Regions from separate parts of the Sus scrofa genome. Here region 1 is linked to region 2. Evidence: chromatin contacts called from public Hi-C data. All regions are on one chromosome and are shown on one strand. The core of a region is the stretch at or near the end of the contact, and the rest is flanking DNA. Distances in the headings are between cores, read along the strand shown.

The links. A called contact is a pair of places that touch in the nucleus more often than the background predicts.
Region 1: a contact with region 2 is called in a Hi-C map of skeletal muscle, with 3 times the contacts expected there. The contact joins the promoter of ZKSCAN5 here to the promoter of BUD31 in region 2. A contact is called at or near these places in 1 of 5 promoter capture datasets (liver), 7 of 47 Hi-C or Micro-C datasets (alveolar macrophages, blood, heart right ventricle and 3 more) and 1 of 2 datasets of contacts at active chromatin or transcription factors (alveolar macrophages).

The regions. Positions count from the first base shown.
Region 1 is chr3:6,438,052-6,445,489 of Sscrofa11.1, forward strand. It overlaps ZKSCAN5 (zinc finger protein with KRAB and SCAN domains 5), which reads left to right and starts at 4,264. Exons shown (of 5, transcript XM_013995381.2): 1 at 4,264-4,399; 2 at 6,287-6,803. The coding sequence starts at 6,390. It overlaps LOC106509641 (a long non-coding RNA gene), which reads left to right. Exons shown (of 2, transcript XR_001307332.2): 2 at 1,475-1,817.
Region 2 is chr3:6,352,600-6,359,740 of Sscrofa11.1, forward strand. BUD31 (protein BUD31 homolog) reads left to right here and starts at 2,650. Exons shown (of 6, transcript XM_003124311.4): 1 at 2,650-2,980; 2 at 3,996-4,104; 3 at 4,936-5,058; 4 at 6,500-6,622; 5 at 6,826-6,992. The coding sequence starts at 4,965. PDAP1 (28 kDa heat- and acid-stable phosphoprotein) reads right to left here and starts at 2,614. Exons shown (of 6, transcript XM_005661875.3): 1 at 2,509-2,614. The coding sequence starts at 2,521.

The DNA.
Region 1 (7,438 bases), core at 3,014-5,513, 87 kb after region 2:
GAAGCTTGGATTTGGCGTTTCTGTGGCTCCAGTTAGACCCCAGCCTGGAAACTTCCATATGCTGTAGGTGGGGCCCTAAAAAGCAAAAAAAAAAACAAAAAAAAAGTGAATGTCATTCTTTAACACATTATCTGGGAATAAAGGTTTGTACTTTATTTAAGTGAATATACAAATGTCCCGATTTATGAATGCAAATTTCCAAGCAGGGTCGATATTCCATAGGACATATCTATAGCCTAAAGTTTAAATTGTAAACTCATGATTTATCCAAACTTTGTGCAAAAGCACAGGTAGTCAATCCCTACTTTAGGATCTAGTAGCTAAGTGGTTGTACTAGCCTGTTGTAATCTGTTTTGTCTAGACATTAACAGGACATGAAACAGGCAAAAGCAGATATTTGTGGATTGGTTTTTACATCAAATCATCTTACCAAGAAAAAAAATTCACAACTCTCAAAGCCCATATATGTCATTCTACAAATTTTGGAGCAAGATGTAACAATGTGACGACATAACTTGACCCATATTTACATCTGATCTCCCCATGTGGTTGGAAAGTCCTTGGAGGTCAGAAGCTTTGCACAAAGTGTACTTATTCATCTTTGTGGGAACACTATCACAATCTGGCAGGGAGTTGAAAGTTCTTTTCCTGGCACTGCACTTTGACTAGGATCAGGTGGCCAAGGATGGCAAGGGAATTAGGGCAGAATGCAAATTCACAATTAAGAGAACCGTTTACAGTACAGGCAAATCTAGCTCCAGTAAATATCCACCTATATAAGTAATTACAGAATACAGAAGAGACTATTAAGTACTATGAGGGTAGCACAAGCATTTTTTTATCTCCTCCCGGTGAGAGGAGATGCATGTTCTCTCAACTTACCATCTGATTAGCAGTCCGGCTCCATCAATTCCTGTTTCTGGGTTGTATGACTATGGACTCTGATCATGATATAGTGATTCGCTTAGCTCTTATTTCCCTTTCTCCTGTAACTTTTGCCTTCATCTGCAGAATATTAAGTGCTTTTATCTGCTCCCACTGATATCACTGAATGATACATTTCTGTGTTCCCAATGCTTTTTATGGTGCTTTGTTCACAGAAATGCATTGAAGAATGCTAGCTGCTTCATCCTTAAAAAAAAAATTAAGTGAGAAAACAAAAATAGGGCAGGGATAAACAAGATGGAATCAGGGAAAAGATGGGATTACAAAAAAACTGCCTACTGTAAACTCTTGCATACTGGAAAACAGAGTTCACAACTATCAAAATTCAAACAGCCTGATTCGGCTAAGGAAGAAAAGAATGCAGTTCAAGTATTCAGCTCTCTTAGGGTCGGGTTTAAGATAAGGAGAAAATACAAAGTGCCTAGAGCAGCACTTTGCCGACCCTTTTACTGTGCATGTGGGCTGATGGTTATGTGAAAAGTCCATTCCCAGCACTGCCTTGACCATCACCCTTTTCTCTCCTTTTCAGATGGTATGTTTCATTGTGGTATAATGCAAAAATGGCCACAAAGTCCCCGTTGGCTAGAGAGCATGATTGGCGCGAGGCTTCTTGGGAGATGTAGTCCCTGGAGCTGCTGATGACCAACTGCCTACCTCACTGGCAGGGACCAGAGGCAGAAGAGGCAAAGAGCCATCCGCATGAGCCCAGGCCAAACTGCCAGCCCACAGAGCCCCTCGATAAATAAATGGTTTCTTTTTTAGGTCACTAAAGATTGGGGATCATTTGTTATACAACACAAGCTACCAGATAATACTCTTTAAAAACCAGACCAAAAAAAAAAAAAAAAAGAAAGGGAGTTCCCGTCGTGGCACAGTGGTTAACGAATCTGACTAGGAACCATGAGGTTGCGGGTTCGATCCCTGCCCTTGCTCAGTGGGTTAACGATCCGGCGTTGCCGTGAGCTGTGGTGTAGGTTGCAGACGCGGCTCGGATCCTGCGTTGCTGTGGCTCTGGCGTAGGCCGGTGGCTACAGCTCCGATTGGACCCCTAGCCTGGGAACCTCCATATGCTGCGGGAGCAGCCCAAAGAAATAGCAAAAAGACAAAACAAAAACAAAAACAAAAAAAACCCAGACCAACTCGATTTGCAATATAACAGAATACTTGGGAATAAACACACGATAGGTAACACACCTATAGGAAGAAAACTTTATTAAAATTTTTTTTCATCTTGGAGGTATACTTGACAAATATGTATATATTTAAGGTGTACAATGCATTTCATATAAATCTACACTGTGATAAGATCACAATCAAGTTAAATAGGATTCATTGCCTCACATGGGTTACAATTTTTTAAACTTTTCATTCCCTCACTCCCCTCCCCTCTGGCAACCACTTATTTGTTCTCTGTATGTATGAGTCTGTTTCTGTTTTGTTATGTTTATTTGTTTTGGGGGGAGGTATGTGGGTTGGCTGCGCCTGCAGCATGTAGAAGTTCCTGGGCCAGGATCGAACCTGCATTGCAGTTGCGACCTGTGCCATGATTATGGCAATGCCGGGGTCCTTAACCCACTGTGCCACCAGGGAACCTTCCTGCTTTTAGATTCCACATATAAGTGAAATTGTATGGTATTTGTCTTCCTCTGTCTGACATTTCACTTAGCATAATGCCCTCTAGATCCATCCATGTTGTCACAAATGGCAAGATATCATTCTTTTTATAGCTGAGTAATATTCCATTATCATTCATTCATATTTACACACATCGCATCTTCTTTTATCAATTCCTATATGAAGAAAACTTTAAGGATCCAAAAGTAGGGCTTTTTCCACAAGGGAAAGACATACCATTTTCCCGGATAGGAAAATCACCTTTGTACAGATGTCAGTTCTCTCTAAGTCAGTATAAATCACGAATGATTTTAATACAGAATTCTTCCCGAACCAGAAAAACTGAATCTTAATTGGAGAATATCAAAGGAACTAGGATACTCTGAAAAGGAAACAAAATTGGGGGGCACTCACTCTTAGAGATATTAAAACCAATGATTAACCTCAGTAAATGAACACAACATGATATTATCCCACGTGTAGACAAACAGACGAATGGAACAGTATAGAAAATTTAGAAACAAATCTCAAAACACATGCAAAATTAACTTGTGATAAAGGCAGCATCACAAATCAATGAGGAATAAAGATAGAATTTCTTGTAAATGTTGAGACAACCGACTAATGATTCAGGAAAAGAGAAAGTTAGATTTATACTTCCTCTCGTACACCAAGATACTTATTAATGGATCAAAGATCCACTTTTTAAAAGTGACACTATGCAATGTTCTGTTAAAATAAAAAACAAAGGTAGACCAGACTTGAAAATTTCTTGAGCAGACAAAACCAGTTTAGTCATAAGAGCAAAGTTTCATTTAGCTCATTTTGCAAGACAAGCCAGGCTAACTGACCTGGGTATTTCTTGCTTATGCCTCTGAAAATCCTCAGCAAGACTTACATTGTTCCCCCAACTCGATATGAAGTAACTACTAACCAATTCCCTCTAAAAAAAATTCTTAATACTGTAACCAATCACTGTGAAGAATAAACAGTCACCGTCTCCACACGATAGAAGATGCTTTATAACATAAAGTTTCTTTCCATGTTTGAATGCTACCGGTTTGTAAGCTTTTTGACGTGTGCACAATAAACTTTTACTAATTATTACTTCATTGATGTATTGCTTTTACTTCTGGTGTTTGTTTTGTCTGAACTTTTAACAATTTTAAATGTCAAAAGTGAAAGCATACAAATACTACATTGACCAAACATACCGCAGTGTCAATTTAAGCGTCTCCAGCGGAGATAGGTGACTTTCTGCAGTTCTTCATTCCCATAAGCTGGACCATGGCGCTAGCAAGGCGTTCTCAAAACCCCATTCCTGATTTGAGTGAAAATTCACAATAGACATTAAAACAAACAAAACTGTCCTGGAGTATCCAAGGATGTATGCCTTCTGATTCAGTGTCGGTTGGCCTCATTCATCTTCGAGACTCGTAATACGGTGACTCTCGTTCTGCCTGTCGAACAGCTTTGTAAACGGATAACAAAACGAGGGCTTATTAAAGATGGGACCCCCTTGGATCCCAGAGAAGCCCTGAATAGACGGCTCTTCTTTGAAAGGATGCGGTACTTCCGCCCCCACCCTCCGCAGCCCGTAGTAGACCCTATGCCGACGCACTCAGCCTTCCAATGCAGGCGCGGAAGAAACGCCTCCCAATCTCACATTTTGATAGGCTCGCGAGACCGAGGCTGCGAAGAGAGCCGTGGCCCTATTGGCTGAAGGACGTGGCCCGCGCGGCGCTTTCTGGGAGTGTAGTCCCTGGGGCCGCTGGCTCCAGGGGCTCGCGGGTCTGACGTCGGAGGTTTCAGCACCTGAGCTGACGGCTGTGGTAAAGAGGTGGGTGTGTCTGGAGGCAGGGTGCGGGGAGTGGCGAGGTTTCAGATGAAGAAACCAAACGGTCCATTAAAGAGAAGTAAGGGTGCGGGCTCGCCGAGAGCTACAGACCTACTTGGAACTGGGGCTCAGAGCGTGGGGCTGAAGGAGCGCAAGTCCCACGGCCAACCAGACAGTGGCAACTGTTGCCTTAGCAAGCCCTCGGGACATCTAAGGCCCCGTCCTCTGCCCCCAATCCAATAAAGGGGCGGGCTCGGGCCGTTTAAATGGTTTGGGGTTGAGTGAGGACGAAGGCGGGTCGGTTTTCTCTCCGGCCCTAGCAACGCTGGACCTGCGGATCGGTGGGCGGGGAACGGCTGTGTTTCTGGAGGTTGGACGGGCATCCTGGGCCGGCGCCCTATCTCCCCGCTGATTGGCCACAGCCCCTCGGGGGCGGGGTTAGGGCGGAGCCTGGGGCGAGCACTTCCCGCCCGCTGCGAGGAGAGGGCCTCCGGGATTCCTAGAGAGGACTCGGAAGTACTCTCGGGGGTGGGGTTTATGGCTCTACACCGTTGGTCAGGGACAGCTTGGACTTGCTTACTTCCGGCGAGGAAGTGTTGGGAAGTGTCGGGTTCGGCTTTCTCTTCGTTTGTGAGAAGAAACCCGTCTTCCCAGCCTTGGCCGCAGGAGCCTGGTCTTCCAGCAGAGCTCCCCGGGACTGGGGCCTTGAGGACAGGCCTCTGTGTCCAGACCATGGTCCTGTCCCTAACCTTGACCGGGCCGGTTTCCGTGGCTCGGGGTCAGGGGCGATTGTGAGGAATCCAGGTGCAAAATCGGTACTTAAAACCCTGGTTCTCTTCGGGACCCATGAAGTCTCCCGTTGGCCTGTCAAGCTCTTGTGGCTTGAGAAGGACAGGGCCAGTTTTGACCGTTGTACTGTTTTTGACCTCTGTTCTGACTTAAGTTGGCTTGTGGTAGAGAAGGAGCGGCTGCGTCTGGACTAGTTAGTAAGTTTTGTCCTGTTTTTTTTATATGAGATTTAATGCTCTTAAGCACTAAAATTGTATTTGATTAGGCTCGATGTCAAATTTTTATTGCTGTCCTTTACCCTTTTTCTTAATTTATTTTGTCCGCACCTGGGCCATGTGGAAATTAATGAGCCGGGGATAGAACTCCAGCCACCACAGCTGCCCCAGCCTCTGTAGTGACACCAGGTCCTTAATCCTCTGAGCCAGAAGAGAACTACCTCCTTTACACTTTTTCAGTGTTGGTCATTATTTTGTGGGTGGAGGGATGGCTGTTTTGTAGTACACTTTTTTTTTTTTTTTTTAGGTCCACACCCTCAGCATATGGAGGTTCCCAGGCTATGGGTCCAATCGGGGCTGCAGCTGTCGGCCTACACCACAACCACGCAGAATCTGAGCATCTTGGACCTACACGTCAGCTCAGGGCAACACCAGATCCTTAACCCCCGGCCAAGGCCAGGGATTGAACCTGCATCCTTATGGATACTAGTTGGGTTTGTTCCTGTTGAATCACAAGGGGAACTCCCTATAGCCCACATTTTTTTTTTTTTTTTGTCTTTTTAGGGTCACACCCTCAGCATATGCAGGTTCCCAGGCTATGGGTCAAATCAGAGCTGCAGCTGTCGGCCTACACCACAACCACAGCAATGTGGGCTCCAAGCCTCCTCTGCCACCTACACCACAGCTCATGGCAATGCCAGATCCTTAACCCGTTGAGCGAGCGCATCCTCACGGATGCTAGTCAGGTTCGTTAACTGCTGAGCCATGACGGAACTCCTGTAGTCCACATTTTTAAGTGTCGTTTCCGTATATCATTAGTTGTTGAGTTGCTGAGTGGTCATTTGTGTCCTCTCTTTGCTAATAATGGTTCCCAATGTACCAGTAGGTTGCAAGCTAATGAACGTGTCCTTCAGAAGATCTCAAGGAGCAGAGAACAAAGTTGATCCGTGCCCCCCGGCTTACCTGGAGAGCTCTGCCTCTGAGTTGGAATGATAATGACAGAATCTGGGGAAGTTATAGACTTAGACCTTCCAGCTGAGACGTCACAGGAGCAGGAGGACCTTCTCATAGTGAAGGTGGAGGAAGAAGACTGCACCTGGATGCAGGAGTACAACCCACCAGCGTTTGAGACTTTTTACCAGCGCTTCAAGCACTTCCAGTACCACGAGGCCTCAGGCCCCCGCGAGGCCCTCAGCCAGCTCCGGGTGCTCTGCTGTGAATGGCTGAGGCCTGAGCTGCACACCAAGGAGCAGATCCTGGAGCTGTTGGTGCTGGAGCAGTTCCTGACCATCCTGCCGGAAGAGTTCCAGACCTGGGTGAGAGAGCATCACCCAGAAAGTGGAGAAGAGGCTGTGGCCGTGGTGGAAAGTATACAGAGAGAACTAGAGGAACGAAGACAACAGGTAAGTGAGAGAGGGGACCTCGGAGCGATGAGGAAGGAGAGGAGGAGTGTTAGGAGCTGCTGAGCAGGGGTGAGACCCTGGGCGCCCTGCCGCTTCATTCATATTCTTTTGTTCTCCTGGGATTAGGTCCACTGTGGAGATTTCCTGCCACTCCAGCAAAGAGAAGCAGTATCCAGTGTGTTAACCTGGAGAAGACAAGCTGCGATTTTATTTATGTTTTAAATTACTGGTTTATTTTTTGAATGACATGGTAGAAAATTCAAAAGGCCCATAAGATTGTAATGAAAAGTAAGTGTCCCTCCCACCCCTAATTCCCCAGCTGCCTGAGTTCTCATCAGAGGCAGCCACGGTCACGTGGTATTTGTACAGCCTTACAGGGATGCACTGTCTTCTGTATATGTTATGGGATGTGTGTACGGTGTGTTTTCTTTTGCTTTTTTTTTAAGGGCCACACCTGAGGCACATGGAAGTTCTCAGGCTAAGGGGTTGAATCAGAGCCGGCCTGTGCCACAGCCACAGCAACGTGGGATCATTAAGCCACTGAGCGAAGCCAGGGATCGAGCCCGCATCCTCCTGGATACTAGTTGGGTTCGTTACCGCTGAGCCACCGTGGGAACTCCTGTGACGTGTTTTAA
Region 2 (7,141 bases), core at 1,400-3,899:
GGAAGTCGACTTGTTCTATAATAACCTATATAGGGAAAAATGGGTCTAGTATAACTGCACTTTGCTGAAATTAATACAAGACTATAAATCGGCTATACCCCAGTAAAATTTTTTGTTTGTCTTTTTAGAGCTGTACCCACGACACATGGAGGTTCCCAGTCAAGGGGTCAAATCAGAGCTGTAGCCGCTGGCCTACACCACAGCCACAGCAACGCAGGATGAGCCGCACCTGGGACCTACACCATAGCTCATAGCAACACCAGATCCTTAACCCACTGAGTGAGGACAGGGATCGAACGTGCGTCTTCAGGGATGCTAGTCAGATTCATTTCCGCTGAGCCATGACAGGAATTCCTCCAGTAAAATTAAAAAAAAAAAAAAAAAGTCCCATTGTGAGCAGTTCCTGCTGTGCTGCAACGGGATTGGCGGTTATCTTGGGAGTGCTGGGATGCAGATTCAATCCCCGGTCCAGCACAGTGGGTTGGGGATCTGGCATTGCCGAAACTGGGGCTTAGTTCATCTGATCCCTGGCCTGGGAACTCCATATGCCCCAGGGCAGTGAAAAAATAAAATAAAATAAAAAATAAAAGTCCTATTGTGAGAAATCAAGCTTGCCATCAAAAAACCCATCTTGTCTTGCCCTCTTAATATTCTAAGTAATATAAACAACTAGAAATTTACTACAGGCTCTCATCCCACCTGCTTAGCTATGGAATGCTCTTAGCTTGGTCTACGGCACCTGTTAATCAGAAGCTCTCCGTGCCTTTAAGAATGCTTCACAGTTACTTATCAGCAACAAGAACTGGTTCTTTGCCCTGGGAGAATTTTATACTTTTTTTTTTTTTTTTGAACATCTTCGAGCTTTCTTTTGGTTTTCAAGCAAATTACCACAAGCAAGAAATGTAAACTTCGCCCATAAAGCTTTCACAAGCCCAAAGGCCAAGTTATTTAAACAAGAATCCGTATTTAGGATTTACTTTTTTTTTTTGTCTTTTCTAGGGCCGCTTCCCTCGGCATATGGAGGTTCCCAGGCTAGGGGTCTAATCAGAGCTGTACCTGCCGGCCTACACCACAGCCACAGCAAGGTGGGATCCGAGCCGAGTCTGCAACCTACACCACAGCTCATGGCAACGCCGGATCCTTAACCCACTGAGCAAAGCCAAGGGTCGAACCCGCAACCTCATGGTTCCCAGTCAGATTCGTTAACCACTGAGCCAGGTTGGGAACTCCCATATTTAGGGTTTCCTAACTGTGACCGCCCCACCTTAACGCAAATTATCTATCTAGTAAGACTCTTAAAACCAGAACTCTGGAGCTGGAAGAGCTCATGGAGTACCCTCCTTTTGCAGGAGACTGAGGAACACAAGAGACATGGCTTTTTCCTACCATGGAATAAACCAGTAGAGAGCTAGGTTTAAAGGGATTCAGCACTGTAAACCCCAATTATCTCTGGGAGTAGAGAATCAGGAAATCATTTAGGTTTGAAAAGACTCCAAGCAGATCTTCCTGTGGGCTGATGCATCTTAATCAACATGACACACAAGCGACCAATATTAACTGAACATCTGTTCCATGCAGAAGGTGGCCAGGCACCATGCGTGCTCTATAGTTTTATGACCCCGGCCCCAATTCTCCAAGCTAAGAATTATTAGACAGGTGTTCCAGATGGGGAAAACAGGCTGGAAAAAGTTAAATAACTTGTTCAAGGCCACAAGATTAGATAGTAACACAGCTGGGCTTCAAGTCAAGAGCTGTTGACTCTTACGGGGAAGAGGATGGAGGACCGTCTACAATGGACTGGGAAGCCAGGGATGCTTTACCTTCTTGGCCGAAGAACTGGCAAAGTCTTACAAATAACAATAGTTAATGCTAACGGGGCACTTAAAGACTGTCCTGCACCGTACTGCACCCTCCACGTGGGTTACCTAACCTAGTTTAAGTCTCCCATCAGTATTATGAGGTAGGTACACTCCTAACCACTACCTCCAAGGGACAATACTAAGACACGGTTAGGTTAACCAACTGGCTCTAAGGCACACATCGAGCCGCTGCCGAACAGAGCAGTCAAAACTAGGTCTCGCAGGCTTAAGAACATCAAGTTAGGTCGCAGTAGGCAGGCCTGGCTAGCCCGGAGCCCACGTTTTATGCGCGAGGCAGGCGGGCCCGGCACCGGCGCGGGACGCGGTGACTCAGTCTCCGGCGAGCCTGAAAGCGGGAGGACCTCCAGACCCCCCAGGCCAGAAGAGCGCTCTAGATCGGCCTTCCGCGTCGGCGAGGACCCAGAGCCTCCAAGTTCCCTCGGACCCCCGAGGGAGTGGCTCGAGGCCCCCACAGTCCTCAGTTTCCCCAGTGGGACAATTGGGCGTCGAGGCCCAGGCCTGGCCCTCAGTCGGCGCGGACGTCCTCTCTCTGCGCCGCTGGCCGAGAGGCCCGCGGGCTGAGTGGACAGCGGGAGCCTGACTCGGGCAGCTCCACTAGGCCCTCCGGCCACGCGCGCCCGCCCCTCACCTCCTTTAGGCATCTCGGCTCCGGCGGCTGCGGCGGCGGCGCCTCGAACTGACACCGGAACCGGAAATGCCTCGGGCTCGACTTCTTCCGCCCGGCCAGTTCCCCCCCCCACCCCGCCCTCCCTTCACGCCCCGCCGCCGCCGCGAGGACCGGGGACCTCAGGGAGGCCAGACTGTCCCACGCGCCGCCTGAGCCGGGGCTCGCCCGCCCGCTGCCGGGCAACAGAGCTCGTAGTCCCTCTACCCCCGGCCAGGGGAGGCGCGTGAGCCTGCCAGTCACCCCCGGGAAGCGAGGGCAAAAGGAAAGAGCGGCTCTGGAATTCTATACAGGCAGAGATGCGGACACCTAAGAAAACAGCGCAATCTCCACGCCTGTTGGGGCGGGGCTCTGCGAGGACCTCATCCTGAAGTGATCGCCTGGGAAGCCGAGGCGTTGGTTAAAGAAGGGGTAGCCGACGGCGACGGAGGTTTTGGTGTGTGTTTTTACTCTGTTCTCGGGTGTCTTGGTAGCGGCTGGGGCCGGGGATCGGAGGTCTGCGTTGGCCCAGAGAGCGATCTAAACAGCTGAACTGGGATGGGTTCGGGCCTCTGGACCAAGCGGTCGACGTGAGTTCCCGAGAAGAGGCGGCTCCTTGCTGGTTTGGCCGGAAGGATGGGAGGTTTGGGGGTTCTCTTTTAGGCTTTTTTCCCTTTTTTTCCCCATGCTTTCCGCCGAGAACGTTTTTTTTTAAATATTGCTTATTTTTGTAAGCCCGATTCAGAAGCTGTCGTCTTTCTGAGCCTTTCTTAACTACCCGGGCTGTAAGGTCTTCCTCCCTTCCTCTGAACGCCTTTCCGCTCGTCGCCTCTCCCGAGCGCTACCACCTCTTTACCGCCCCACACCTGCTGCTTCTTGCTCTAGTTACCTCTTATTTGTTGCCTCCCCTGGGAGGCCTCCTCTGACTCCCAGGCTGGACCAGGCCCTCAAATCTCCTGGGTCACAGCAAAGCGGTCATTCCTCTGTGTTTGTCCTCCCAGCCGGTGCGCGTTGGGACACGGACCAGATTCCATCCATCTCTAGCTTCCGAGCGGGGAGACCAGTACAGAGACCTCTGATCTGAGAGTCAGGAGCCCCTGACAGAGTCAGACTCTGCTAGTTCTCAGGCCTGTGCGATCCTGAGTTTTCCTCTTGTTAATCGGTCCTCATCTGTAAGGTTGTTTCTGAGAATTCTTGAAAGGACGGGGGGCGGGGCTTTGTGAACTTGTCAGGCCTACAAGTAACTGAACGAATTTGGGAGAGGGGAGTCTGGTATGCTTAAAAATAAAAGATAACTAACCTGAGTTTTCTTTGCCAGCCAAGAGATGCTATGTGGTTTGATAATGATTTCCTATGTAAGATTTGGAGTGGTCCATTGTATGGGCTTTACATGACTTGCCTTTCTGTAGTATGCTTGTTGGGTTCAAAAGAGACCTTGGCAATCCCGATGATACACCTCCCTCGTTTTACAGACAAGAGGAAGTGCCAGAAAGGGAATGTAACCTACCCCAAAGTCACAGCTGGTCAAGAACCTAAGCCTGTAACTGAAGAGGCCAGAGATCTTGGGAAAGAGACCCTAAGGTAACTTTGGTTTTACACTTTTTCCTTTTTTTTTTTTTTTTTTTTAATTTTTTGTCTTTTTGCCGTTTCTTGGGCCACTCCCGCAGCATTTGGAGATTCCCAGGCTAGGGGTCGAATCGGAGCTGTAGCTGCCAGCCTATGCCAGAGCCACAGCAACGTGGGATCTGAGCCGCATCTGCAACCTACACCACAGCTCACGGCAACGCCAGATCGTTAACCCACTGAGCAAGGGCAGGGATCGAACTGGAAACCTCCTGGTTCCTAGTCGGATTCGTTAACCACTGCACCACGACGGGAACTCCTCACTTTTTCCTTTTTAAACACTTACGTTCCTTACTCTCTCAATCATAGTCTTCCTCACACTGTGTTGTAATTCCCCTTTTAACTTTTTTTGGCCAGGGATAGAGGTTTCCTGTGTAAGTTCCCAGGCTAGGGATTGAACCCACAGCACAGCAGCGACCTGTGCCACAGCAGTGACACCACCAGGGAACTGCTCCTTTTTCACTTTTTATGTCCTTGCTAGACTATCACCTTCTCAGGGACAGAGTGTGCATCTTATTTTTTGTTCCGTGTTTCCCAGTACAGAGAGCTGTTCATAGTTGATATCAGTTAATGCTAACAGTCAAAACGTCTGAAGCACACATTAAATGCCAGGCATAGTACCTATAATTATGTCTTCACAAAAGCCCTATAAATTAGATTCTGTTATCCCCTATTTGCACATGAGAAAACAGATTTAGGAACATGAATGTGCACCAAAGTTGTGGCTTGTGAAGTCCCTTGGGGATCTGAGGCTCAGAAACCAATACATTTAATATTTTCCCCCCATAGATCTTTGCAAATTATCTTCTGGAGAAAAAATGCCTAAAGTCAAAAGAAGCCGGAAAGCTCCCCCAGATGGCTGGGAGTTGATTGAGCCAACACTGGATGAATTAGATCAAAAGATGAGAGAAGGTAAGTGGGGGAGTTCCTGTCTGGATGGGCTCTGTCCAAGGGCCACAGGCTTTGATGCCTGTGGGGCCAGGCATAAACCCAGGTATAAATGGGAAGAGACAGGCTGCACCACTGTGGCCTCTTGATGCTATTTTGTTTGCTTATTAATTCACAGGAATGCTATCAATGCCAGAAAGTAAGATAATACTAGAGAAAAGGGCCTCAAAAAATTTTGGGGCCAACTTGAATATAAAAGCTTTATATATATAGGAGATATAGGGTGTGCCCTCTGTGGTGCAGTGGGTTAAGGATCTGATGTTGCCGTAGCTGTGGCTCAGATTTGATCCATGGCCTGGGAACTTCCATATGCTGTGGGTGGCCCCCCCCCCCAAGAAAAAACAGCTCTAGGAAATATAGATCAAATAATCTACCTATAATTACTTACTATATTAGTTGGATGTTTATCTAAAATTGTACAAAATATATCTGTTTGGGAAAACATTTTTATTTGGATTTTTCTCATGGGTCTGTTTTCATCATCACTTTGTTTTTGCATCCTCTGCCAGTTTTCCAGAACATATCACCTTCACTTTCATCTGAATGTTGCGTGATCCTGCACCTGGTGAATCACTGCAGTGTGCACTTTTGGGAAATGTGATCTGAAGCCACATCTGTTGGCCCTATCACAGTATCATCACTTAGTGAATTACTTTTAAAGCGATTTTTTTATTTCAGGTTTTTGGTAACTAATCTAACCCTTGTTATGAAGTCTTACCTCCAGCAGTGGTTACTAAGTGGGTGTTAAATTACTTTGCTTCTGGAGTTCCCACTGTGGCACAGTGGGTTAAGAATCTGAGTGCAGCAGCTCAGGGTGCTGCAGAGGTGCAGGTTCAATCCTTAGTCGGTGCAGTGGGTTAAAAGGATCCAGGATTGCTACAGCTGCAGTGTAGGTCTCAGATGCGACTCATATTCAGTCCCCGGCTGGGAACTTCATATGCCAGTGTGGCCATAAAAAAAGAGTGAAAAAAATTACTTTGCTTCCTTTTTTCAAAGTTGACTGTATCAGGTAAGTCCTGTTAACTATCCAGAACTTGCAAGGTCACCTTGGACGGAGAAATTTCTTCCCCCCAAAAGATCTTTTTTCAAAATAGAATAACTTGGAAATTGCTATAATAAAGGAGATTATATGAGTCCTTGAAAATAAATTTACTTCCTTTTTCAAGAGATGACTTTTTGGAGTGAGAACATGTAGACAAACGTGATGTTCTTTCTCTTGTTTGTTTGTTTGTTTTTGGCCACACCCTGCATCCCAGCACTGCAGAGATACCACCGATCCCGTTGCACCACAGCAGGAACTCCTAAGGATTTATTCTTTACCCCTACTTATTAAAAAAAAACCAAAACTATATCCTATGCAGACTAACCCTACCCCCAACAATGAACATACGTGTTTTCTCTCCAGCTGAAACAGAACCTCACGAGGGAAAGAGGAAAGTGGAATCTCTGTGGCCCATCTTCAGGATCCACCACCAGAAAACCCGCTATATCTTTGACCTCTTCTATAAGCGGAAAGCCATAAGCAGAGGTAGTTGGCCAAATTCTCTCTCCGCCTTCCCAACTTAGTGGCTTTCAGATTTATTTAAGTAATTCTTGAAACTTTGTCTCGCCACCCCTAAAAGGGAAGGGGCCAGTATTGGTTAAGTGCTCTTTTTCAGGAAGCCTAGTGACGGCTAGGGCGGGAGAGCTGTCACGCCACCGTCTGACGCCCTTTCCCCGTCCCTCTGACAGAACTGTATGAGTACTGTATTAAAGAAGGCTACGCAGACAAAAACCTGATCGCAAAATGGAAAAAGCAGGGATATGAGAACCTCTGCTGCCTGCGGTGCATCCAGACACGGGACACCAATTTTGGGACGAACTGCATTTGCCGGGTCCCCAAAAGCAAGCTGGAAGTGGTAATGTCTCCACCCCCATCACGTGTGACAAGCGAGTTGAGGGTCCTTTCAGTTCAGGATTCTGCCCTGCTTGACCCCGGGGGGTTATACTTTGCTGGGCCGGATTAGTTCTGCGGCCAGGTGTCTTGCTGACCATCCCCTGGGAGCGA